Linked DNA regions of Mus musculus: regions 1, 2, 3, 5, 6 and 7 are each linked to region 4. Evidence: chromatin contacts called from public HiCAR-type, HiChIP or PLAC-seq, Micro-C and promoter capture Hi-C data. All regions are on one chromosome and are shown on one strand. The core of a region is the stretch at or near the end of the contact, and the rest is flanking DNA. Distances in the headings are between cores, read along the strand shown. Region 1 holds the start of Commd1 (COMM domain containing 1). Region 2 has its middle 3.3 kb from the start of Gm51939. Region 3 holds the start of Vps54 (VPS54 GARP complex subunit). Region 4 holds the start of Otx1 (orthodenticle homeobox 1). Region 5 overlaps Commd1 (COMM domain containing 1). Region 6 overlaps Commd1 (COMM domain containing 1). Region 7 holds the start of Ugp2 (UDP-glucose pyrophosphorylase 2).

Region 1 (3,006 bases), core at 100-2,599, 980 kb after region 4:
ATTAGGGCCTGGTTCTGATTCTCCAGCACCCATGAAAAGGCTGGGCATGGTCCCCTATTTCTGTAACCCAAGCTCTGGGAGAGCAAATACAAGCAGATCTCTTGAGTTCTTGGCTGCTCTAGCCAGTCAGTGAGACTGGATTCCAGGTACAGTGAGAGAGAGACTCTGTCTGGAAAGATAGGTAGAGAGTGATAGTGCAAGGTATCCCCCCACACGCCACCCCCCACACAGAGTGAGATAGTGCAAGGTACCCCACCCCATGCCACCCACACACACAGAGGTCACAGCAGGAGATGGTGGTAGCTGCTTGAAATTCTAACACTTGGGAAGTGGAAGGTGGATCAACTACACGTGAGTTCAAGGCTAGTCTGGGCTACAAGAGATCCTATCTCAAACCCCAGGTGGAATGGGGGACTGGAGAGACTGCTTAGAAGAGCCCTAATAATGCTCTTGAGGAAGACCCGGGTTTCCAGCACCCATGTGGTGGCCTATAACCGTTCCAACCACCAGTGCACATGCAGGCACCGCACCCATACACATAAAATAAAAATAAATCTTTTTAGTTAATTTCACCTGTTATGTTGCCCTCTAATAGTTTTCATGAGACAGTCTGATGTATACTTCGTTCCATTTGGAAATCATAGAGTCGACTGCTTTAATGGTGTTTACTCCAGTTAATCAATCCTTTATCTCACCAACCACCTCATGCTAACGCTCCCCAACTTCCACAACCCAGGAAAGCTGGCAAGCACGCTCTCGCTCTCTTTAAACAAGGGTCTCACCACATTGCCCTGACTGCCCTGGAACTCTGTGCAACAGGCTGGCCTCGAACTCACACAACTCTCTGCCAGCCTCTGCCTCTCCAAGTGCACAGATTAAAGGAGTGCACTACAACGCCCGGTGCAACATCAAAGTCCGAGGCGAAAAAAACTCGAAACTTATCTATACTACAGACACAGAAAGTCTTGAGGGAGAGAAAAAAAAATCAATGTTTTCACCGTTATGTGTCCCTAAAACAAGGGCGCAACAGAGCGACCTCCACGGCTCAGGAGGGTCGCTGAGCGCCCAAAGACAGCAGCACCCGAGGCTGGGGGCGGGCCTGAGGCTGCGAGGAGGGCAGGGCTGCTCGGCGGAACCACCGTACCTTGAGAAGTCCTCTCATCTTCGCCAGGAAGGGGCGGAACTCCTCCGGTGGCACTTCCGGATAGAGTTGGCTGTGCAGCAGCTCCTCCGTGACACCCGAGTGTCCGTGAAAGGCGTTCTGCGCTAGGCCGCTCAGCAGCCCGCTCAGGGACTTGCCACCCTCCAGATCGCCCGCCATGGCTAAGGAGGGCCTGCCGCCCAGCGGCTGAGCTCCGGTCCGCTACGGGGGCCGAGAAGGGCCATAAAAGCTGGCAAAGGCAGCCACGGAACGCGATGCCGGGTTCCTCCACTAGTCGATATAAACAGTTCTCTCGTTTGCTCTGCCACACACATCCACTACTTCCACCACAGCCAAATCCACTCAGTTTCCTTTAGAGTCACTGTGTTTTTGTTGTTTCCTTCTTCACTCCGATGTGCAAATGCGCACTCAAAGGAACGATCGCTGGCTGGAGATACCTAACTGTAACTCCGTAAGAATGCCACCTTAATTCTTCGATGGCTGTATCTCATTCTACAGCTTGCAATTAAATGAGCAGTGCCTACTACTCAGTTCTAAGCTCTATAATCTTTTCCCCACGCCCCCCAAATGTAGCTACTTCATGAGGACATGATCTCTTTGCTTGCATTAATTCCTTTGTGTATACCCGTACGTTGTCTTTCTAGCCATTATCAGTAGTCTGGTCTCCATTTCTATAACCACTATTTTTCAAAGCCTTATTTTCATTCTTAAAGTGGAATCGCATTAGTAAATACTTATCTACATAATTACCCAAAAAAAAACCCTTACTTATATTCAGCTATAATAAGCGTGTAGCATGATACTATAATATAGGTGAACCTTTAAAATGTGCTAAATGAGGGCTGGACAGATTCAATGGTTAAGAATGTATACTATTCCTGTAGCGGACCAAAGTTCAGTTTCCAGCACTCGCTTTAGGCGACTTACAACCTCCTGTAACTCCAACCTCAGAAATTGAAAGCTTCCACCAGCAATGTACTCATGTGCACAGACAGGCCTACATAATTAAAAAGAAAAAAAGAAAAAAAATGCGTGAAACGAATGAAGCCAGACATGAAAGACAACTGGACAATCTTATTTACTGCTAAATTAAGCAAATCCATACAAAAATCCAGTTGTCAAGGACTGAAGGAGGGAAGAATAGGAAATGACATAATGGGTACAAAGTCTGTTTTCAGATGATGAAAATGCCTATGAGCAGCCACTGGTGATAACTACACGGCTTTGTCCTTTACCAAAGCACAGTGAATTGTATACACTAAAAGACAGTTTTGCAATATGTAAATTAGCTCCCAATTGGAAAAATTAGTATAAGCTAATTGTAATTTAAAATAAAAACCCGGGCATAGTGGCACACACCTTTAATCCCTGCACTCAGGAGGCAGAGGCAGGCAGTTTTCTGAGTTCGAGGCCAGCCTGGTCTACAAGGTGAGTTCCAGGACAGCCAGGGCTATACAGAGAAACCCTGTCTCAAAAAGACCAAAATAAATAAATAAAAATAGCATACTGGGTTTTAATCCCTGAACTTGGGAGGCAGAGGCATTCTCTGAGTGTGAGGCCAGCCTGGATTACACAGAGAAACCTTGTCTTGAAAAACCAAAAAAAAAAAAAAAAAAAATTAAAATAAAGGAAAATGGTATAATAGACTATGAACTGCAGTGTGTTTAAGCACAGCTATGTCACTGGTGAGGAGGCATGCAAGGCAGCCAAATGCCTCCATCTTTTTTTAAGGAGATGTGTTTGGAACTGTGGCTCCATAAAAGATGTGGATTTGAGGTTTGGGGAGAGGTTGTTCTGTATAGCTAGCTGCATCAGCAAGTCAGGCTCTGTCTCTGGAGTCCTGT
Region 2 (3,399 bases), core at 797-3,296, 590 kb after region 4:
CCAACAACCTCTCTGTCTTCAGTATGACAACCCCAGGCCACTGAAGTTCCCAATCCTTCTGTACACCTGCCGTGAGGTGCCCACCTCCACCCCCACTTCTACACTTTCTGAAGTGATCAGCCTAGGTCTAGACCTCTCCCTTAGTACACGTTTCCAAAGCAAGCAAAAGCTTTCCCACACAACCAAGCATGCCTTTCTGATCCCTTTTGGATGTTAACAGATAACTAAGTCCGTTCCTTTTCTGCTATGTTCTCTGTCTACTGGGCTCCAGCCCTTGCTTCCTGAAACTGTCTGAAAATGTGTGGCCATTGTCTGTCCACCTGCTCATCACCATGCACCATCACAAGGTATGGGTGTGCCCAATGTGTGCTAGGATAGGTATGAGGCAGATGTCTAGTCAGCAAAAGACCCTCAGAAGGCCGTGACACTCCCAGCAGCTGGCCCGGTGGGGACGGGGTGGAGTTGGACTGGTTCTCTGACATGCTGTCCCTAGTGCTGTGTAGGGAGACATCCTTCTGGAACTCTCAGGATTGAAGGTTGTCTATTGCCCGTGCTGCCAGCTCTACTATATTTGCAACTTGGTAGGTCCGTGTTCAGGCAGAACCTGGAGTCTGCTACCTGGGTCTGGCTGTGAGGCAAGCCAGTGTTTGGTTTTTCATCCAGAAAGGGAACTTGGTGGTAGCATCTCAGCCCACCAAGGGGATCCTGTTTAAGTAGTTAGGGCCTGGCATAGCATGATGATGCCCGTTTTGCCTAACGACCTTTTGATGGAGAAGGCAGGTCTGAAAAGGTTGACTTTCTTTGCAATTCTGGGCTAAGGCTCAGTGCTAAGAACACATACCTGCATTCCACATAGCGTGCATGATCCTCACTGTAATAGCTGAGATCTTAAAGTTCTGAGGCCAGCCCTGTAAGCAACCTGAAGCTGTAAGACTAGGAATTCCAGGTATGCAAAAGACCCCAGATACGACCTCCCACCTGCAGAAGTGCACATCCAAAAAAAAAAAAAAAAAAAAGTGGTTTTTGCCTTTAAAAGCCACTCCTCCTTTTTGCTGGACCTCAGTCTCCAATCCAAACAAGGCGACTGGTCAGCTGCAGCTTAAATAAAATTTAACCAAGTTAAATTCAGTAAAGCTGGGCAGTGGTGGCACAAGCCTTTAAAGAACTTGGAAGGCAGAGGCAGGCAGATCCTGAGTTCTCGGCCAATCAGGTCTACAGAGTGATTTCCAGGACAGAGAGACCTTATCTTGAAACACTCAGTACTGCAGATTGCTACCCTCTACAGTCTGTTTAGCATGTTTAGTGGGTTTTAATATGTTAGTCTAGATGCCTCTGTGTGCTTCTTGTCAGGGTCTTGACACCAGTAATTCTGTTGTGAGCATTTTCTCAATTTGCCAAAGATGTCTAATGTAATTCTTGGCATCCATTGGGTGACACACTAGAAACTGGAAAAATCCAAAATCAACCACCCCATTGCCCAGTGGTATGTTAATTAATATCATATAATATTAATCTAGAAATATTTTGAGTGGATAGACCAGACAGCAGACCAGACCAAGGTGGTTCCACATGGGAGAGGTTTGGGGGCAGCGAAGCAGGTAGAAGGGCAGAGAAAAGGAAAAAGAGAGAAAGGAAGAGGTGACTTCCTAATTTATATAGAAAATGATGTCATGCCAGTGAGGGTGGGAACTGAGCCAAATGGGTTGTGGGATTGAGGGTCGTTGTCCTGGCAACGCAGGTCAAGGGTCACATTGTTAGGCCGAGGCTTGGAGTGTCCTGGTACTAACACCCAGTGCCCAGAAATAACCCTGAAGAGTCCCTGATGGTCCTGGAATTTTGGTCAACTGGAAAAGGAGGTTGTCAGCTAGCAGATCTTCCAGCCCTAAGCTCAGTCAGCTCTGTGAGGCTTGGAGTAAATCCAAATAGCTTTATTTGGGAGCCAGACAGGAAAGGTTCCAGCCAGACCCAATGAGTACACATCCTTCACACACTGGGTTTATTCTTTAGTAGTGAACTAAAATCGTTCTGAGCCCAATGTCTGCAGGAATAAAATGGACAAGGACTGTGAAGGAGCTGTCGTGTGGGCTGCAGGCCCTGAGGCTCTGCCGAGGCTTCCCATGGCCACGTCTTTTTACTAAAGAGGACTATTTGTGGAATCATTTGGATCCCACTGACAGTCTGGCACTTTTGCTAGAAAATGTACAGAGCTCTCTTTGAGACAGGATCTTGACATGGCCCTGACTGGACTGGAACCTGCTGTGTGGAGAGGCTGGCTTCAAGCTGATGGCAAGCTTCCTGCCTCTGTCTTCCAAATGCTGGGATTACAAGGTACACCACACCTGACAGCCCTGCAAAGGTTAGCTTGTTCTATGCAAATGTTTGAAAAGCCTGCATAAATAATCAATGAGCCAAACTATCCCCACATTCCATAAAGAACTCCAAATTCCTCCAGATTTCCTGAAAGAAAAAAAAATCTGTACTCCCTCCATATCCTCAGTTACCCGATGCTGGGGCTAAAACTTCACCAAGCTCTGCTTAGGGGCCTGGGGCTTCAGACTGCTCCACCCCCACCCCACCCCAACCCCCTCCAGCACCCACTCGCCCCTCCTCTCTCCCATGTCTGTGGAATGCCAGGATCCTGGACTCTGTGTCCTGATAGGATTAAGGCATGCTGATGAGGCTATGTATCCCTCTGCCAGATGGACTGAAAGGCTATGGGCTGACCACAATCAGCACTTGGAAAAGGAGCCCAGCCATTAAATGCTTTTCTGCAAGCAAGTTGTCAGCAAACAGCAGGAAGCCCAGCCCCATGTGCTGGGCACAAGATCCTCCCTTCTCCTAGACACCGGACAAGTCCTGTCCTTCCAGACTCAGCCCCAGCTCCATGCCCATCATCTATGCCTTTCAAATGAATTTATTGAATGACTCCTTGTTAGGTTTCAAACCAGGACAGATGGCTGAGGAGTCTATTTACATAGCAAAGCAGACCTGGCCTCCAGACTTTCCCTGTCCCTGTTCTCTCAGTCCCTACCTGTTACAGGGTTTGGCTGGCATACCCCATCCTCTGCCCTGAGCTCTCCAGCCCAGAGGCTGAGCTGTCTTTCCCCACAGAAGTTTTTCACTATAATCCAGCTATTTGGGTCACCAGCGTCATTTGTACCTTTAGCCTCTTAGATGCTTCACCTGGTGTCCCATCTCCCTGCATGTGCCAGCTCAGTCCACTCTGGACTCTCCCAGATGTGTCTGCCTCACTCTCTCTTTTATCTACAATAAGCTTTTCCTCTACCATACCTCTCCTTTCCTTTCCTCTTTATATATTTCTTTTTTTCTTTTCATTGACCCCTGGTGTCTAGGAATGGGCTAGGGATGGCGATAGAGAGATGAACTCTGCATTCCCTA
Region 3 (3,140 bases), core at 338-2,837, 760 kb before region 4:
TTTTTTTTTCCTCTTTTCTTTTTGAGATAGTCTCACATTACCCAGGCAGGCCTTGAGTGTCCCATGTGGACTCTGAGGGTGGCTTTGAACTCCTGATCCTCAAGTCTCTACTCCAAAATGCTGGGATTACAGGACTGCTCCATTGTGCCTGGCTCCATTGTAAAGAGTTGAATTCAGAAAAATATAGCGCAGGACTTTTCTTTTGGCTAATCTTTTGTGTTTTCCTTTCTCTGTGTCCTTTCTGTCCTTCAACCATACCTTTTTTTTTTTTTCTTGTTTTTTTTTTTTTTTTTTTTTTTTAGACAGGGCTTCTCTGTGTAGCCCTGGCTGCCCTGGAACTCTGTAGACCAGGCTGGCCAGGCTGGCCTCAAAACTCAGAAATCTGCCTGCCTCTGCCTCCCAAGTGCTAGGATTAAAGGCATGCGCCACCACTGCCTGACCAACCATACCTTTTTGGTGAGTAAATTAACAAAAGCTGTTAGCAATTTTCAATGACTTACTAAGACCAAGACTTGCATCAGTTTCTTTTTCCAGTTAACTACTGAGTTACATTTTCACTTTTGCTTTGTAAAACAGACTTTTGAAATGCATGAAACTTATTTGTAGGCTAAACAGTTCCAAAATGGAATAAAATCTTCATAAAGTTAAGAAAGACCCTCAAGTAATTAAGACTTTTTTTCTTATTTTTCCAGACCTTGGTGGCTCTGAGTCTCAAGACTCCTGAATCAACCAAAGGTGATTGGAGACTTATAAACATATTGTAGTCTAAGACACCCTATCTTGCAGATGGTAATTTTACTAGTAAGATCACAATTCTCTCTGAACTCAGCCTAATTGGAAATGCTGTTAGGAATCACAAATAGATTTTAATAATAAGCACACACACCCAAGTTTTTCAGATTTTTAAAGGGCAGGGACAACTGACTTATGCGCCTGAGAAATGTGACAGGTGATTGGAAGCCAGGAACTGGGGGGACAGGGTAGCCTCAAAAGGCCTTAAGTGCTGGAGGCCAGTGGGGTATCTGGAGTTGACCTTTCACCTTTGAAAGGCATTAATTTTGGAGACGGAGCCATGTTTGTTTACTATGAGGGGCTGAGGGAGTCAGGGCAGGCGGAAGCTAGGGCTTTAGTGGGTGTAAGCGGCCGGGAGTCAGTTGGTCTGGGGGGCGAGGGGTCCGCTCCCGCCCGCTCGCCAGGGAAGGCGGAAGGCAACGCTCGGCTTCTTTGGACAACCTGGGCGGGGGGGGGGAACCGTGCGAGCTGGAGCGCAGATCCGAGACGACTCCTGCCTTTACGAGGACGACAGGGGGAGGCACGGGGCAGCCACGCGGGGTCGTCCCCGCTCTGGGGTCGCTAGCTCTGCGGCGGCCGCGCCAGGCCCTGTCGGAGCTGCGCGGCGACTCCCGGTCTGGCCGCGGCCCTCCCGCCCCGGCGACGCCGCGGTGGATTGTGGGCTGGGGGCTGCGGCGGCCTGGCGGCGGCGGCGGCCTGCTGCACGCTCTCCGCGGACCCAGCCGCGCCGGGCCGGTGGCGTGAGGCGGGCGGCGGCGTGGGGAGCTGAGGCGCCGGGGGCGGTGGTCGCGGCGCGGCGGCGGCTCCCCTGGAGGCCGGGGATGTGGGAGAGGCGGCGGCAGCAGCGGCGGAGGCGGCGCTGCGGACCCGGGGGAGACTGCTGGCTGACAGGACACCCGGGCGAGACGTGAGGGGCCCGCCGCGGCCGCTCTGCCCCCGAGCGGCGCTGGGCTCGAGAGGGCGGCCCTGTGCTCCCGGGCCCGCCGGCCAGCAGGCGCGGGGCGGAGGCGGGAACCGGGCTCGGACCCGGCGCGCAGGGCGGCGGCGGCCGCGGAGCAGCAGTCTCGGCGCGACGTGGAGGGATGGAGGCGGCGGTGCACTAGGCCTCGTCTGGGGCTGCCGCCCGGGACCGCAGGTAGGTGCCGGGCCCGCGCTTCGCGGCCACCCTCCCCCGACCCGGTGACCGGCGGGGCGGCGGGACCCCACCCCCTCCGTCTCCTCGGGGCTTGGAGCTGACAGAGTTTCGGAGCCGGTGACCGAGCCGAAGCTTCATCCTCCCCGCCACCACCACTTCCTTCTCGGCACTCCCAGGATCCGGGCCGGCAGCTGTGCCCCAGCCCCGGCCGGCGTCCGCAGGTGCCGCCCCAGTCCCCTCGCCCCTCTCCGGAATCCGGGACCAGCAACTTCCATCAGTCCTTGTAGACGCGGAGCCCAAACTTTCCCTGTCTCCTTTCAGCCAGGCCTGAACCCCTCTTGGAGCCTTCTAGAATAAAAACACCGCCCCCCCACCCCCCCGCCCGAGAATACTAAACCAAAGAAGAACTCGGCATTGTGCAGTTTTGCATTGTAGTTTAAATTATTTTATTTCTTTCAGTTTTGCTAACTGCTGTCTGCAGGGATACAAAGACAGGCCTTCCCTGTTCCCTGTGGGTTGTCTGGGAACTTTTGCCTGACCATTATAATTAGCTACTTGGCCTGTCCGTGTATGGCTTAGGGTGACTTTTTTTTTTTTTTTTTTAAAGAATTTTGGCCTATTAGAGTTACAAAGTGTTTCTTAAAATACCTTTTTAACCAAGTTTGGTTTTTGGTCCTTATAGAGACGTCTTTTACTTTCGAAGAATTAAATTGGGCTACTTCTGTTTTCTAATTGATTTAATTTCGGGTTCTCAAACTCAGGTCAGTCTTAATACATGTTCAGCGGGCAGGGGATATTATGATACGCTGTTTGTGGTATATGGAGAAGAAGGTGATAACTTATGCTGCAGGTCTTGATGGGCATTGAGTTTTATAAATGGGAGCTCTAATTGGAAAACTATTTGACTCCCTAGCAGTTTGGCTGGAACAGATGTAATGATAGGATATGTCTGACTGTATGTAGTACAGTGAGTTGGGTTTCCTAGAAGTGGGTATTGGTGCTCTACACTAATTATCATTAGGTAAAATTGGTCACTTTGTACTTGATAGTTGTAGTTTAGGATGTTAGATGCTAACTTTTGTATTGTCTTTTGGCTAGTTTTAAACTGTGTTCTGGCAACCTTAGAACTGTTACTATAAGTACCAGTCTGTTCACAGTAAAACTGTACACACTATCCGTGTGTTGTTGTTGACACTCATATAATTTGTTCTTG
Region 4 (3,403 bases), core at 604-3,103:
CAAAGACACTCCTCGAGTGTCAACAGGAAGGAAAAGTTAAAGCGTGATCAGGCTGAGGAGGTGAGAGCCGGGACCGCGGAGGGTGCAAAATCCCAAGTGAAGTCAATTTTTTTTTTAGTGTGGCGGAAGCAATTTGCTCAAGCAAATGTTCATTTGGCGCCGGGAGGGCAGGCCGCACAGAGATACCGGGTTATTTCGTTTAGTTTGAAATATTTTTGAAAGAGGGACAAAATGGCAAGTAATACAGAGGCCCAAGGTGAATACACCTTGGGTCGCCAAGGCTCACTGGCCACATCATTTCTTCAAAGATCTCCAGCGCTGCCTCCTACCCCAGAGCCTGCAATCACCTTTCTAGTTGACCTCTCTGGGCCCCTAGCACTAAGAGATAGCTGAACAGGAATCCCACCGCACCTCCAGGGTAGATGCGGCCCAGGCCAGGCTAAGGCGGCAAGAAGACGCCAAAGGCACCACAGTAGAAGTGGCAGTTTCAGGATGCCGCCCAAGGTCAGGGGTACCTCCGAGGCGGTCACCCCTCTTCCTTTGCTCGCACAGGCGGGCCTTCTTTCTACCAAGTCTGCTAAGCACACCGAGTCCCACCAGAATTTGATGGCCAACCCAGCGCCCCAAACATTCTAGGGATTTTGGAAGGCCTAGCGTGCCAGGTCGCGTCGCATCGGCCGTCCTATATGAACCCGATGGAGAGCAAGGAACTAGGCCTCAGGTTGTAAAGCTCACGCACAGCCGACCGGGAGGGCGAGGCTCGGCGCAGACACTCTGAGCCCACGCAGCTCTGCTCCAGCAAAAGAAGGGGTTCTGGGAGTATGACTGGGACCGGCGGGGGGCTTGAAGCTACATCCCAGGACCCAAGGGTAGGAGATTCCGGGGAGAAAGGGAGGTAAAACTAAAGCAGCTCCCCCATCCCAACTCCTTTCCCCGCCTCAGCCCTGGGGGACCCTCAGCCTAGACTAAGGGGGTGGGGGGAGGTCAGCGAGCACATAAGGCGGAAAGGAAGGATTCAAAGAGCTTGGGCCGAAGGGCCACAGGCCTGCAGCCTCCGCGGCTAAGCCCGGCTGCGGTGTGAGTTTTCGAGTACTTTCGTCTAACTTAGCAGCCCAGTTCCGCAGCTTCGGAGGAGGCGGGGGAGGGGGCGGCCGGCTCCCGAGCGGCCTGGGGTCCCCAGGGCAGCCAAGGGGCGCCCGGCCTCTCACTCCAACCCCGCCCACCTGCCCCGGACAGAGGTAGCGGGGGTCGATTAGAGGACGGGGAGACGAGAGGGGCCACCATCGTCCCGGGGTGGCGCGCGGCCCGGCGACTCCCTCCTTACCTGCCCTCCGCAGTCGCGGCTTTTCACCATCTACCTCTCGCCTTCACCGAGACTCGCCGGCAGCCAACCTGCAAAACGGAGGCGCACAGGTATTACCCCGGAGACGGCGGGACCCTAGGCTTTCCTCTTCCCTCAACTTCCCTCTTCCCGTCTCCTGCATTTTTTCTAGGAGCTCTGTGCGTGTACCTCCAGGTTTCACTTTATTGCTCAAACACTTTGTTGCAAAGTCCCACATGCTTTTCCTCTCAAGACCTGGCCTCGCCCGGGACCCGGGGGGTGGGGTGGGTGAGTAGGGGGTGTTCGAGGGACAGAGTTAGGAGGTGGCTTGCGCTGGCAGCTGCACTCTCTCGGAGCAAGCCGGAGGCGGTAGGGACTGGAGAAATCCTGCATAGTCACTTGGCAAACTAAATAAATCAAGCAATTTACCTTGTCGGAGTGGCTTGTCTTGCTCGGTTGTTTAGGTGATTGGAAATGTAGCCTGATGAAGATTGATCACCTTTCTACTGCCCTCCCCGGGTATGTGAACGCGAGGCGAGTGCGTAACGGGGCTCGGCCTCCAATAGGGGGCCTAGAGCGGACTGAGTGACAGGGAGCTGGGCAATGGCGAGCCCGGGTTACCTCCGCGCGCCCCCGCCCTCCCTCGCCCCCACCTCCTCCCTCCCCGCGCGCCGGCCCCGCCCCGGTCGCGCGCTAACTCTGGGTCTAGGTTGGCAAATTCCGCTCAGAACGAGTTGAGGAGGGCGAAGGCTGCGCCGGAGTTGCTGGCACAGAGGGGGCCCCGGGTCCCAAGGCTCGCCCGAGGGCCCCCGCCCTCCCCTTGCCCGGGCCGCGCTCCGGAGGAGTGGCGTCAAGCTGCTGGATAACCGGTTCCTGCTCGCGCGCGCGCGCCGCCAGGCTCTGCCGCACTGTGGGAGCCAGGCTTCCCAGGCCGAGGACTCGGGGCGTGCTGGCCCCTGGCACTCCTTGATGCTCCCTGGGGCCCCAGCAACTCCTCCTCCGCTCCCCCACAACCAGCGGTCGCCGCCGGCGCGGGCTGCTGAGCGGAGCCGGGAGTGGGGGTGCAGCTCTCGGCGCGCAGGGCGCCCTGCGGCGACCCGGGACTCTTGCGCCCAGAAAGAGCACCGGCAGGGGAGGCGCCGCCAATTCCCAGCTGCACAGCGTTTCCAGGGGCTCCCAGGCAGTCTCACCAAAGGTGTTCGCAAGTCCTAAAAGCTTCTTCGGAACCGTTGGAACTCAAATCTCCTTACATTCTCTCTCTCTCTCTCTCTCTCTCTCTCTCTCTCTCTCTCTCTCTCTCTCTCTCTCTCATGGATTTGATAGAAAACTTTCTTTTTCACAATCTGTCAGTCTTTCCAGATCTCCACCTACAACGAACAGTCTGGTGGAAAATGTGGCTACACACCCCGATCCCTCTCACTTCATTTTCTACACCTTACTGGAGGAGCCTCCTCGAAACAATTTCCCCGGATTGTTCTTACTGGCAGACCCCAGTTTCCAGCCGAATAAACTTGCTGAGATCGTCTTCTTGTGTGTACTTTTCAAAGCGAGAGGGAAGAGTATTTTCGGCCCAACCCCGAACAAGGCAATATTTTTACATGGCATCTCCTACTGAATACTAGGGACCACACTTACACTCTTTCCTAGTTCTTTTTCCTCATCTTCTGCCGTTCTCACCCCAACAGGCGGGCGAAAAGTTTGAACCACAGTATGTGCGTGGGTGAGTTCGGCAGCCGCCGAGAGCAAGGTAGAGCGGAGCACCGCGATGCCCAGGCCGCGCGGTCCGCTGTGGTCGCTGACCGGGTGCGGGGCGACCAGAAGGAAGGGGGGAGCCCGCTGAGTGAAAAGGGCCGCGACTGCCGCTCATCAAAGTGCTTCTCCCCTCCCCCACGCGACACTTTTCTTTGGAGTCCGAATAAAATACGGTAACAGAATATGACGGAGGGCACACTGTTTCCTTAACTGCTTCTCAAAGGACCGAGAGATCTTCTTAGGACCTTTAATAAGGCTTTGGTCGGTTCTTTTGTTGGTCTCTCAAAATCAACTCCTTCTAATTGAAGTTGGAGCTGAAAGCGAGCTAAT
Region 5 (3,299 bases), core at 554-3,053, 930 kb after region 4:
TCATCTTCCCTTTCTCCTTTAATTTTCACATCGCATTTACTTATCTGTATGTGGCGCATGCTACAGTGCATGGGTCGGAAGGCGACTTGCAGGTGTCAGTGCCACTGAGTGGGGCCCAGAGAACTCAGGCCCTCAGACATGGTCACAGGTGCCTTCATCTGCTAAGACATCTTGATCGCCCTCTTTCAGTTTTCTGAAACAGGGTGTCAGACTAGCCTCGAATTCACTAAGTAGTCTAGGCTTGCCTGAAACTCACAATTACTTTGTTTAAGCATCAAATACAGAGATTATAGGTATGGGCCAGCATGCATGGCATTATGTGCTTCTCACTAACTAGGATTTGAGAAAATAATCAACAATCTATTTATTATTCTTTCTCCCCACATAATACATAATATGTATGGGTATCAGGCTATTATGTATAGAAAATATTACTGTTAGGTCCCAGATCTTTCAGATGCTGCTCCAAAGGGATTTACGGACTTGACCACACCCGTACCCAGACGCAGCCTTTCTGTTCTCATAGCTCTCACAAGAGCTGCCTCGACTGCACTATGACCAAGTCCTTACAGACAGCAGAGCCCCAAACAGCCCAGTGCTACACTACCACAGTCTCCCCAATGCCTCCTCAGCCCAGATCTAGGAATGTTCCTGAGCCTTTAAACAGCCACTTCAGCCAGAAGTATAAATAAACATTGTGTTTCTAGGTCTACCTGAATGATATCAGATGACCTTGGACCATCTCCTACTCATGCACAGCCCCCTTGCCCTTACTCTCTCACCAGGGCCTTAAAAGAACAGAGTCTGCTCTGCTTGAGCAGGCTCAGCTTCATTGAAGACCTTGCTGTTTGTTCTGACAACTCTAATAAACCTTTTGCCTGATGGTCAATCTAATTCTCATTCATATTCATATTCTCCCCCACTCCCCGCCTCTCCAGCCCTAGAATCTAATAAGCATTACATTCTAGCACAAGTTCTATACCACTGATGACCCTGTTGAGCTTCGACCTGGGAAACCTAGCATATTACTACACACTTTAAGTTGGAGGAAGACTACAAGCTCAACAGCAGACCATTCTCTGACCGTGTCAATTGGCAGGTATCCTGCCCTGAGGCCAAGAGGAAAGGAGCAGGCAAAACAGTCCCGGAATTAAGTCCGACCTGGAGAGTTCGGTTTTTTACCTCCGTTTTTGTCTAACTGTACTTGTGTAAACCCTTTTCCTCATCAACTGTAAATATAAACATACAGTTTTCTCTCAGTTTTAGGTCTTCATTTCTGAGATATACTTTTATGGATTTCTGTTGTTAGTCTTCTTTTTAATTTTTTTTTAAATTGGAGTATGAGCCATGTACCTAGCAGTGAGTGAGGAAACATTTTGCCTTTTGTACTCAGAAGTCACATCCCTTCCAAGGCTCTCTGGGAATTGGAGCCTAACAAGAGCTGCTGAAGGTGAGATGGGGAAGTCCCTTGACTAAGCTACAGAAATTAGTTCATTCATGCTCATCTTTATATTTGGGAAATTAATGGTTAACATTGGCTCATTCTTACTTTGTTTAGAAAGCAAGTACTATTATTCAGTACTCTGCTGAGAGCAGTGGGTGTGGCAGCAACAGTAGGAGACTGAAAAGTTCGACCTTCTTTGCATCTGATATGGAGTTCAACTGAGGACTGCAGCAATAACATCAAATCTGTAGAGATTTCATCTTGATTTGCATCCCCATCAGTCATTATGTAAGGAAAGCACCTGTAGTCAAATTTCCCCTCCCCACCCCCGGGGTTAGGCATTTTCATAACCATGGAGACAGTTGCCCTTCCTCCTCCATCTACCTAATAGATATGTAAATGTTAAACAAAGCTCTCAGTAAGTGTCAGAGTGTGGGGGAGGAGTCTTACAAGTCATTTTAGGAAATAACTGTGAAATCAGAAATGATAAGTAATTCAAGAATCTACTGTGTTCTCTCCAATTTTATCTTTCAAAAGAAATAAGGACAAGTACTGTCATGTCAATTCAAATTAAACCTAAGTGATGTTAGTTTCATCAGCTATAATCAGCCACACTGAGTGGGAAATTCTGCTGCAGTTCTCTCGTGGGTGGTAAATGGAAAGATCCAGCACAGGCACCTGGGCACGCCAGCCCCCTTATACTGCAGCAGCTACTTCCTGTTCTTATTCCTCTCTTCTCTATTCCCTTTTGCAGCTTTTAAATTGTACTTTAGTAATTAAAGTGGGCAGCAGAATCCAAATCTCCACCGAGTTGTTTAGTTACAGCTATTGTTTCTCCTAAATTATTCCAGAAATATTGGAATCAAAGGCAACTTGGAGCTGCAGTTCTCTGTCACTGTTAAGGTGTTCAGAGTGCCCTTGCTGCACTTCTCTAGGGCGTGGCAACTGCAGGGGTAAATTAGTTTTGATTCATGTATTTTGAATCTTGGAAGTCTATTAATTAAATTAGATTTACCATATACTTGCCAGGTAAAATCAGAAAATATTTTTGCAATGGTGAGTTCTTCAACAATGGATGGATGGATGGATGGATGGATGGGTAGATAGATAGATGAGCCAGATGTGGTGGCGCAAGCCTATAATCCTCACAGTTGGGAAGCAGAGGTAAATCAGGAGCTACATAGAAAGGCTATTCTGAAATACATGACACCATCTTTTTATTTTTTTTAAATATTTATTTATTTATTTATTTAATGTATGTGAGAACACTGTTGCTGTCTTCAGACACACCAGAAGAGGGCATCTGATCTCATTACAGATGGTTGTGAGCCACCATGTGGTTGCTGGGAACTGAACTCAAGACCTCTGGAAGAGCAGTCAGTGCTCTTAACCACTGAGCCATCTCTCCAGCCCAGCATGACACCATCTTAAAAGTAATAGGTTTAATAATATTATCTTTGTTAAAGTAACTATAGTCATTAGTTTCTGAAATCACAATTACCAACATCTCCTGAAAGATACCTCTTAAAAATGTTGGATAAATAAAACACATATTTTTTTTTTAAATAGATGGAGAAGAAACACACACACACAAAGCATAAACCTAGAGGGCGGGGCCTGAAAATCAACAGTTCTTGATCACACATCTGAAGACCAAGCCTGGGGCCCATACACAATGGGTGATGGAGACACCTGCAGCTGGCAGACAGCATTCTCCTCAGCAAGAAGACTTAAAGTAAAGCTCAACCCAAAATCAAGAGTGCAGGAAGCAAAAATTGTAGCTATGAATGAGATTAAGGAGAGACAACTTAGAAACAACACAGATCTCCTCCGCACTGCACTAAAGGGATCGTCA
Region 6 (3,264 bases), core at 732-3,231, 960 kb after region 4:
AATATCTGTATCTACCATGTACTGACTTTATTTTGTCATTATTCAGCATAATAATAATTGACATAGAGTTTACATTGTTTTAGGAAGTATAAGTAATCTAGAATTATGTAAAATAAAGGAGGATATATGTAAGTCACATGCAAATGCTACACAACTTCATGAAAAGGAGCTGAGCGTAGGTGTTGGGTATGTGCAGGGACATGGTGTCCTAAGGGCAGTCTTCTCAGAGACAGACACATGTGTGCACTCACTATTGCCAGAATAAAAAGTAGATGGCCTATGCACGGACCAGAAAAGCTCCGAGTCCACCTGCTACTCCTCTCTTGACTTTTTTTCTCAGCACACTTTGTTTCCTTTGTCCTGGGGGAAGCACAGGCACATTTCTATAGAGAGCACAATTGACTGACTAGACTTCACAATTAAATAAGCCCAAGCCCATTGCTACAATTAACACTATTCTAAACTAAATGAGTAAAAGGGATTCTAATTTTCTTAATTAACAAAGCACCTTTAATTAAAATCAAATGGAATTACATTGGAAAAGAAACAAAAAAAACCTAAAGAACAGCATGTGTGAAGAAACCAGCCAGCTAAAGGGACTGTGCTTACCATTGAGAAGGAAAATACATTTCTAGTGCAGGATATAATGAAAGCCCTTATTTGATTATTTTTCAAAAATAAATGTGATAACTCAGTGGTCTGGATAGTCTCTAATTACCAGTTTGTTTCCCCTCTTCCCCACTCAAAAAACCATAAGCCAGGCCACCTGAAGTCTGATTTAGCAGGAGCTGGAGCAGGAGCTGGATAGCTTTAAGAGAATCTGCATAGACACTAAAACCACCTGTTATGTGATTAGCGACTCCAGAGGTGAGCAGCACTGGCTCGTGAATAATCAAGATCCAGTTGAAAATGATTTGTGAGCTTGAGGCCAGAGATGGCACACATGGTCTTTAGGAACAATGCATCGATATGGTTAAGAGATTAGGACTTATCACCTCCCATACTGGATTGACTACACAAATAACAGGATAGGAAAGGTTTGGTGTGCACCCACTAACCTTGGCTCCTGCTCTTTGTGTCTCTATCATTGCCTGGGAGACTGCAGTCAAAACTGTCCGACTCTGCCCTTTTGAGACAACTGCAAAGACATGTAGCTGCTTTTTTAAACTCTGTATATAACTGAAAACATCAAAATGTTCACATGATTCTACCTCTAAAAGTGATTTTAGGGTTACCTCAGCAAACTCTGTTAAATAAAAGTAAAATAAGTGTATGAAAATACACAATTTACAAAGGGAAATTGAAGCTGGACTCACCTGTCCATTTTTTCCAAATTCCAGCTCTATTATGGCAACAGGGCTGTGTATCTGAGTTGAGTGCCGTGACTGAGACTTGCCATCGACTCTCCAGCTCAGGCCCCGAAGGCCGTTGTCCCAGCGGCTCTGCTTCATGAGACTCTCTCGGATTTTTATCTTGTGGCTCTTCCAAAACTTGGAGATGACTGCAGCTTGCTCACTGGTGATGCCACCTTGCTTTTTGGTTTGAGCAGTCAGGAATGCCTCTAACTGGTTGAAATCCATGTCTGCAGATGCAATAGACTATAAAGATAAAAGAAAAAGCAATATATTTGAACTTGGTAGATAACTAGACAAAGCTAGCTGCCTAGCTACAGAACATATTTTGATTGAACTTAGTTTCACCAGGACTCCTCTCGGATAGCCTGCTGTTGCCCTGTGTCATGGAGATCCTGAAGCTGTGGGTCTGTAGGACCGGCCCTGAATCTGGGCCTAGGTGGTAGTTAAATGGATCAGACTGCTAGTTCTCCCACACACCACCACCAGAGCTAACTCTCTGGCTGGCCAGGCAAGGCTCAGAGCCAGCTCTTCAGTGATCAGTGGGGCCAGCTCTCCAGAGCCAGCTCTCCCAGGCTGCCTAGGTAAGGGGCAGGGGCAGGATCAGCTCTCCCATGTGGGCAGGGCGCCACTGTGTGGTAGCAAATCAACACCACCTCCGGAGGCATGGTCTTTGGTGAGTCCAGACATGACCCTGAGCAGCAGCACAGGCATGAGACATCACCATGGTCTCAGATGGCAATGCAGGCCTCTCTCACATCAGGCTGTTCCTCACCGCCAGCCTGTCTCCAGTTCTCTCTTCATAGTCACAAACTTCTTACCTTCTCTGTCTCTCCCATCTCTGCAACTACATACTTGCTCATTGCAATGGCACCTACTGGGCCCACACTGCTAGCCTGTGGTCTGTGGCTGTCTTCAATCCAGCCCATGCTGCACAGCCTAGACATCTATTACTTCTATTGAGTCTCATATTCTAGTTTCCATTTCACAGACAACATGGTCGTCAGAAGCACTAAGTTTCCATAAAACCAGAGAGCCAAAGAGTCCTAACTGTTGAGCCATGTTTCTCTGGCTGGTTGTCCTAAGTGACTGCACACAGATATGGACACTGGCATCGCTGCTGCTGCTGCTGCTGATTAAAAAGTCAAACTGATTCTTTCTACCATCAATGATATAAAAATGTTACCACCCAAGGATTAGCTATTAAAGCTTTATTTATATCCCTTAGAGAGTGATTTTCATCTTTTCAAGATTTAGCTGTTACAAGTGAGAAATATGTATTGTTAGACGTAAGCCAACTAGTTTAGTTTAACAATTTGCAGGAAAGTTGAGAAGGTGGTGTAAATCAAACCAGTGTGCCAAAACTCGTAACACTGTTATCCATAGGCAAAAAGGAGCCACCAAATGCTGGACACATGGATAATTATGATGCAAAGCTAAATCTGAGGACAAAAGTAGCTGAGGCGAAGTGGGAATCCCAGAAGCTTCCTTCCTTGGCCAGATGTTGCTGTAGGTACACCAAACCAGGTTGAGGGCAGCTGCAGTCGCACAGGCCAAGGACAGCTACAGATCTACTGTTGTTGATGTCTCTATTAATATAAAAGTTGTGTGGACGGATTGGTGAGATGGTTCAGTGGTGAAGATCACTGGCTGCTGCTGTTCTTCCAGAGGTCCTGAGTTCAATTCCCAGCAACTACATGGTGGATCATGACAATCTGTGAAGGGATCTGATGCCCTCTTCTGGCATGCAGGTGTATATGCAGAGAGAGCATTCATACATTAAAAAAAAAAAAGTAAAAAAGAAAACAAAAATGATAATGATAAAGTAAAATAAATAAAAATTTAATTTTCTTTTTAAAATTGTGTGGCAAACACCCAATCATCCTGATAGATTATTTCACATTACAGTTGA
Region 7 (3,503 bases), core at 883-3,382, 630 kb before region 4:
TTCCAGGACTTCTCCCCAGCTCATCTCTGGGCATCTTCATCAGCTGTAAAGTACTCCTTAGGGCTCAGAAGCTTAAACGAGGCGACTTGAAATAGCTATGGCCTGGCACTGGTTAGCACTTTCCCGTGAAGCAGCACAGGCCGTGTACCAGCCAGTGGGAAGAAGCCTCAGCAACTTCTGGGGGAGGGGAGGGTCAGCACTGGACTGCTTTTAAAAAGAGAGAACACAGAAGTTTCCAACTCTTATACTTGAAAACTGATATGCGTAGACAACTCTGACATTAGCCAATTAGTTTTCTCATTTCTAACAGTAACCACGATAAGCACTTAGAGCTCACACTTAAACACAACAATGGCGCAATGATACATTCCAGGACTGAGTTAAACATATTTGGAGTATCATCTTTTTGTACAAAACTGCCTGCTTAAATCAAATGTGTCGTCTTGAATTGCATCATGGAGATAGGAATCAGACTGAGCTTATAGCTTAGTTAATGCAAACACGTTAATTTCTTCATTTTGACACTTGTGCAGTATTTTGAAAACTGTAGAAGTACTTTAAAATAATGGGCTTTTAAAAAGTGGGTAGCAATGTCCACAGCCACCTGTGTCTTCTCGATTTAGAAACCTCTAGCTTCATGTCAACTGTAACACCAACTTCAAACATAATGGCAAAATGACATTTCTGAGCTTAGTGCTGAAGGCAGACAGGCATAACGGTCCCATCTGTTTCCATAATAATGAAGGCAGATTCCTTTAATCTAATATGAAAAACTTAAGAGTTAGTAAAGTGGGGCATAAGCCTGTATGGCATTTTCATTTCCAGGGTCAAATGATGGACATCCCTAGCATAACTTTAAAAGGAAAGGGGAAAGGTGCATGGACAGTCACTGAGGATCACGTGAAGCGGTTGCAAACTTTACTGCATGTATTAAGCAAGATGGCTGAAGCTTTCACACACTGGGGTCTGGAAGGAAAGGCTTCTTATAGGCAAACTCTATACAGTTTTGTGACAGAAGTTTAAGGCAGCACCCAATTGCAATACTACAGCTTGGTTGAGGGGTATTTGCTAAATGCATTATTTACACATATACAGATTTGAATGGTAATTTTCAAATTTAAAGAAAGCATAATCTTTCTATATTAAAAAAGAAAAAGCTAAGAGCACTGCAGCAAAGTCATTTCTCTGACTGGTATGACCTCCAGTGTCTACAAACTACTGATTTCGCAATAAATTACTCTGAGACTCAATCCACGTACACACAGAAAAGAAGTGGAGAGCTTCCTACTAGTCTTGACAAACGCATCTGCCTGTCCCTAGCCCTCTGGGTTTCCTTGTCCCACAAAGATAACTAACTTATCATCGAGTGCAAGAAGGGAACAAGAATTAATCAGCAGTCAAAAATCCTGTTTTGATTTTTACAATTACTATCCACGATGTCAGAATACTATTAAAACTGATTTTAGAAGGTAGAAATAACCCCTGCAGGGCGCAGAGGCATACAAACACGTATATGAAATGCCAACCCAATAAGTGGCGCAAAGCAGCTTAAATACCAATTTAACCAAAAAGGTCTGGCAAACGGTATCACAAATGAACACTTCCAGTTACAAACTACCCACTTACTTAGAGACTACCAATATTCAAAATCGGACGAAGCAGCCAAGAGACAGAAAGCAAAATGTCTTACCTTGTACAAATCTCGACATTTTAGGATCTTATTAAAATAATCTGGCTTATAATTTTCAATTTCTAGAATCTACGTTGTAAGGAAGGTCTCTCTCCCTTCCCTGCAACCGAAGTGTTCTTTCTCCTCCGATGTTTAACTACTTAAAGAAGAATTCGGGGGGAAAAAAAATCAAAACTAGTCTTTAAAAAGAAAAATCCTGAAGACGGAAAACTTGGTGGGACCGACTCAGCTTGGGAGGGAACTCCAGGCTACTCAGCGATCCCGACACCAACAGGGGACGACTGGAGACTCCGGAAAAGGTAAAACCAGACGAACTTAAATTTCATCAATGGAGAGGCGGACCTAGAGCCGCTTCACCGCCCTCCGGTCTCCACGCCCTCTAGGGCAGGACTGCCGCAGGCCCCCGGCCGCACCCCGAGGCCCCTCGCCGGCGGCCGTCCAGCGGCGAGCTGCTGGCGCCCCGTGTAGATCGGGAGGCGGGGAGGCCGGCGAAGGGGCAACGCAACCTTTTCTCCAGCCCATAAATAGCCGGGACTCGGAGATGCTGCGAATTCCGCACTCGGGCAGACAGCTGCCCGCGGCCTCCACTGGCCGCCCTCCCCTACGCAGCCGCTCCACACCAGGGCCCGGCTCGCCCCCTCCCTGCCCCCCGGGCCTGGCCGCCCAGACCCCCCGGGAGGCCTGGCCCTCCCTGACACGCCCTCGCCCGCCCGCCCGCCCGCCCCCTACTCTTCCACGCCCCACTGTCGGCCCCCGGCCACGCCTTTCGGAGCAGGACCCCACAAGGAGGTCGCTCGGAGCCCGGCCCGCCCCTTAAGCGACACCCACCTTCCTATTCCCTCGAGGGCTGAGAAGTTGGGGGCCTGGAATCAGGTCTCGCACGCTGCACGAGCGTGGCCGAGGCGACCTCCCCTCCGCTCCCGTCACACGCAAACACCTGGAGCCTGGCGCCAGCGTGCGCAGCCCCTGACCCTCCAGCCCGCCGCCTCCGGACACCGGAGCCCCCACTTTCGCCACACACCTCCCCTCCCCCTCCTTCCCCCCTCCCAATGCGGAAATGTCCCTACTGCTCAGAGCGACAGGCACAGCCGCCAGTCCGGAGCCGAAGTTTGCCTAAGGACCTGGCCAATGAGACACGCGGAGGTGGCAGGGGGCGGGGCGTTCGAGGCCCGAGGGAGGCGGGCGCAGAAGCGAAGGCGGGAATCCCACGCGTGGGAGCTGCACAGGCAGCAGCACGGTGCCAAGCACGTCTGTCTCTGCTTGCTGTTTGCAGATGCCACGAGCGTGTGAGAAAACCGAAGCGTGTGCTTGTGTTTGCACTCCACCAGAATTTGCCCGTTGAGGAAACCTTGAACTCCCCTTCCTCAGGGACACCAGGCTCTTCTCAAGAGGACCCAAAGGCTCTGCCACCAATTAGGGTTTGAGGAGGGTTAAGGCAACCTTTTCAGAATCAAGTAAAGGGATGGGATGTGTGTGGCTCACCAACAGGAGGAGGGCCTGGGGGCGTCGAAGGGAATGCCAAATAAAGGCTCTCCAGAAAGAGCCATCACTATTCGCCTTGCCTCGAATCCCACTCCTGGGCACGTTTGTGCTGGAATTGGGCGTTTACTTTTCTAGCCAAAGTGAAAATGACTTATTATCCTTAAGATGCTGATGATAGATCTTGAAGTCTCCAAAAGAAAGATGAAGTTAAAAGCCAGAACGTTGGCACCCGTCTGGGGACTCCCTGAGGTGTGCCCAATCACAGCTAGTCTTGCCAACCATTTAAGCCTGTAAGACTGCCTGTCTTCTTTAACATTCTCGCGTTACCCTA

Evidence for each region. Promoter capture Hi-C pulls out the DNA fragments that hold promoters and counts their contacts. A called contact is a pair of places that touch in the nucleus more often than the background predicts. HiCAR-type assays count read pairs that join an accessible place to other places. HiChIP or PLAC-seq counts read pairs in DNA pulled down with a chosen protein or histone mark. Capture Hi-C pulls out chosen DNA fragments and counts their contacts.
Region 1: a promoter capture Hi-C map of adipose tissue shows a contact between it and region 4, with 5 times the contacts expected there. The contact joins the promoter of Commd1 here to the promoter of Otx1 in region 4. A contact is called at or near these places in 16 of 39 promoter capture datasets (the 3T3-L1 cell line, 3T3-L1-derived adipocytes, the HPC-7 cell line and 10 more), 9 of 484 Hi-C or Micro-C datasets (embryonic stem cells, muscle stem cells and neural progenitor cells), 10 of 115 datasets of contacts at active chromatin or transcription factors (astrocytes, bone marrow-derived macrophages, embryonic forebrain and 5 more) and 3 of 9 other capture datasets (adipose tissue, embryonic stem cells and embryonic tail).
Region 2: an H3K4me3 HiChIP or PLAC-seq map of forebrain shows a contact between it and region 4, with 6 times the contacts expected there. The contact joins the enhancer-like site here to the promoter of Otx1 in region 4. A contact is called at or near these places in 1 of 484 Hi-C or Micro-C datasets (the N1E-115 cell line) and 5 of 115 datasets of contacts at active chromatin or transcription factors (astrocytes, craniofacial prominence, embryonic forebrain and 2 more).
Region 3: a contact with region 4 is called in a HiCAR-type map of astrocytes, with 2.7 times the contacts expected there. The contact joins the promoter of Vps54 here to the promoter of Otx1 in region 4. A contact is called at or near these places in 2 of 484 Hi-C or Micro-C datasets (the HL-1 cell line and embryonic stem cells) and 1 of 115 datasets of contacts at active chromatin or transcription factors (astrocytes).
Region 5: a contact with region 4 is called in a promoter capture Hi-C map of hippocampal neurons, with 4 times the contacts expected there. The contact joins the enhancer-like site here to the promoter of Otx1 in region 4. A contact is called at or near these places in 3 of 39 promoter capture datasets (embryonic stem cells, hippocampal neurons and stem cell-derived epiblast-like cells), 2 of 115 datasets of contacts at active chromatin or transcription factors (embryonic forebrain and embryonic stem cells) and 1 of 9 other capture datasets (embryonic stem cells).
Region 6: a contact with region 4 is called in an Esrrb HiChIP or PLAC-seq map of embryonic stem cells, with 21 times the contacts expected there. The contact joins the enhancer-like site here to the promoter of Otx1 in region 4. A contact is called at or near these places in 3 of 39 promoter capture datasets (cranial neural crest, embryonic stem cells and stem cell-derived epiblast-like cells), 1 of 15 datasets of contacts at CTCF or cohesin (embryonic stem cells), 6 of 484 Hi-C or Micro-C datasets (all in embryonic stem cells), 5 of 115 datasets of contacts at active chromatin or transcription factors (embryonic forebrain, embryonic stem cells and stem cell-derived neural progenitor cells) and 1 of 9 other capture datasets (embryonic stem cells).
Region 7: a Micro-C map of embryonic stem cells shows a contact between it and region 4, with 4 times the contacts expected there. The contact joins the promoter of Ugp2 here to the promoter of Otx1 in region 4. A contact is called at or near these places in 1 of 39 promoter capture datasets (embryonic stem cells), 7 of 484 Hi-C or Micro-C datasets (cranial neural crest, embryonic stem cells, stem cell-derived germline stem cell-like cells and 1 more), 6 of 115 datasets of contacts at active chromatin or transcription factors (astrocytes, embryonic stem cells, microglia and 2 more) and 1 of 9 other capture datasets (embryonic tail).

What each region holds. Positions count from the first base shown.
Region 1 is chr11:22,980,935-22,983,940 of GRCm38.p6, forward strand. Commd1 (COMM domain containing 1) reads right to left here and starts at 1,350. Exons shown (of 3, transcript NM_144514.2): 1 at 1,145-1,350. The coding sequence starts at 1,321.
Region 2 is chr11:22,586,030-22,589,428 of GRCm38.p6, forward strand. No RefSeq gene overlaps it. Among named protein-coding and RNA genes, the nearest start is that of Gm51939, 3.3 kb to the left of the region's middle. Within about 2 kb of position 2,047, at least 94 of the 459 cell types and tissues checked have an H3K27ac peak or open chromatin away from gene starts, as enhancers often do. A contact at or near this core is called in the N1E-115 cell line, astrocytes and forebrain, where this site is marked.
Region 3 is chr11:21,237,445-21,240,584 of GRCm38.p6, forward strand. It overlaps Vps54 (VPS54 GARP complex subunit), which reads left to right and starts at 1,588. Exons shown (of 23, transcript NM_139061.5): 1 at 1,588-1,927.
Region 4 is chr11:21,999,798-22,003,200 of GRCm38.p6, forward strand. Otx1 (orthodenticle homeobox 1) reads right to left here and starts at 1,854. Exons shown (of 5, transcript NM_011023.3): 1 at 1,751-1,854; 2 at 1,325-1,392. Gm32517 (a long non-coding RNA gene) reads left to right here. Exons shown (of 3, transcript XR_003949861.1): 2 at 1-60; 3 at 637-787.
Region 5 is chr11:22,934,823-22,938,121 of GRCm38.p6, forward strand. The region is part of intron 2 of Commd1 (COMM domain containing 1); the gene reads right to left. Among named protein-coding and RNA genes, the nearest start is that of Zrsr1, 36 kb to the right of the region's middle. Within about 2 kb of position 1,804, at least 30 of the 459 cell types and tissues checked have an H3K27ac peak or open chromatin away from gene starts, as enhancers often do. A contact at or near this core is called in hippocampal neurons, where this site is marked.
Region 6 is chr11:22,955,095-22,958,358 of GRCm38.p6, forward strand. It overlaps Commd1 (COMM domain containing 1), which reads right to left. Exons shown (of 3, transcript NM_144514.2): 2 at 1,317-1,598. Among named protein-coding and RNA genes, the nearest start is that of Zrsr1, 15 kb to the right of the region's middle. Within about 2 kb of position 1,982, at least 60 of the 459 cell types and tissues checked have an H3K27ac peak or open chromatin away from gene starts, as enhancers often do. A contact at or near this core is called in embryonic stem cells and stem cell-derived epiblast-like cells, where this site is marked.
Region 7 is chr11:21,368,497-21,371,999 of GRCm38.p6, forward strand. It overlaps Ugp2 (UDP-glucose pyrophosphorylase 2), which reads right to left and starts at 2,133. Exons shown (of 10, transcript NM_139297.6): 1 at 1,691-2,133. The coding sequence starts at 1,709.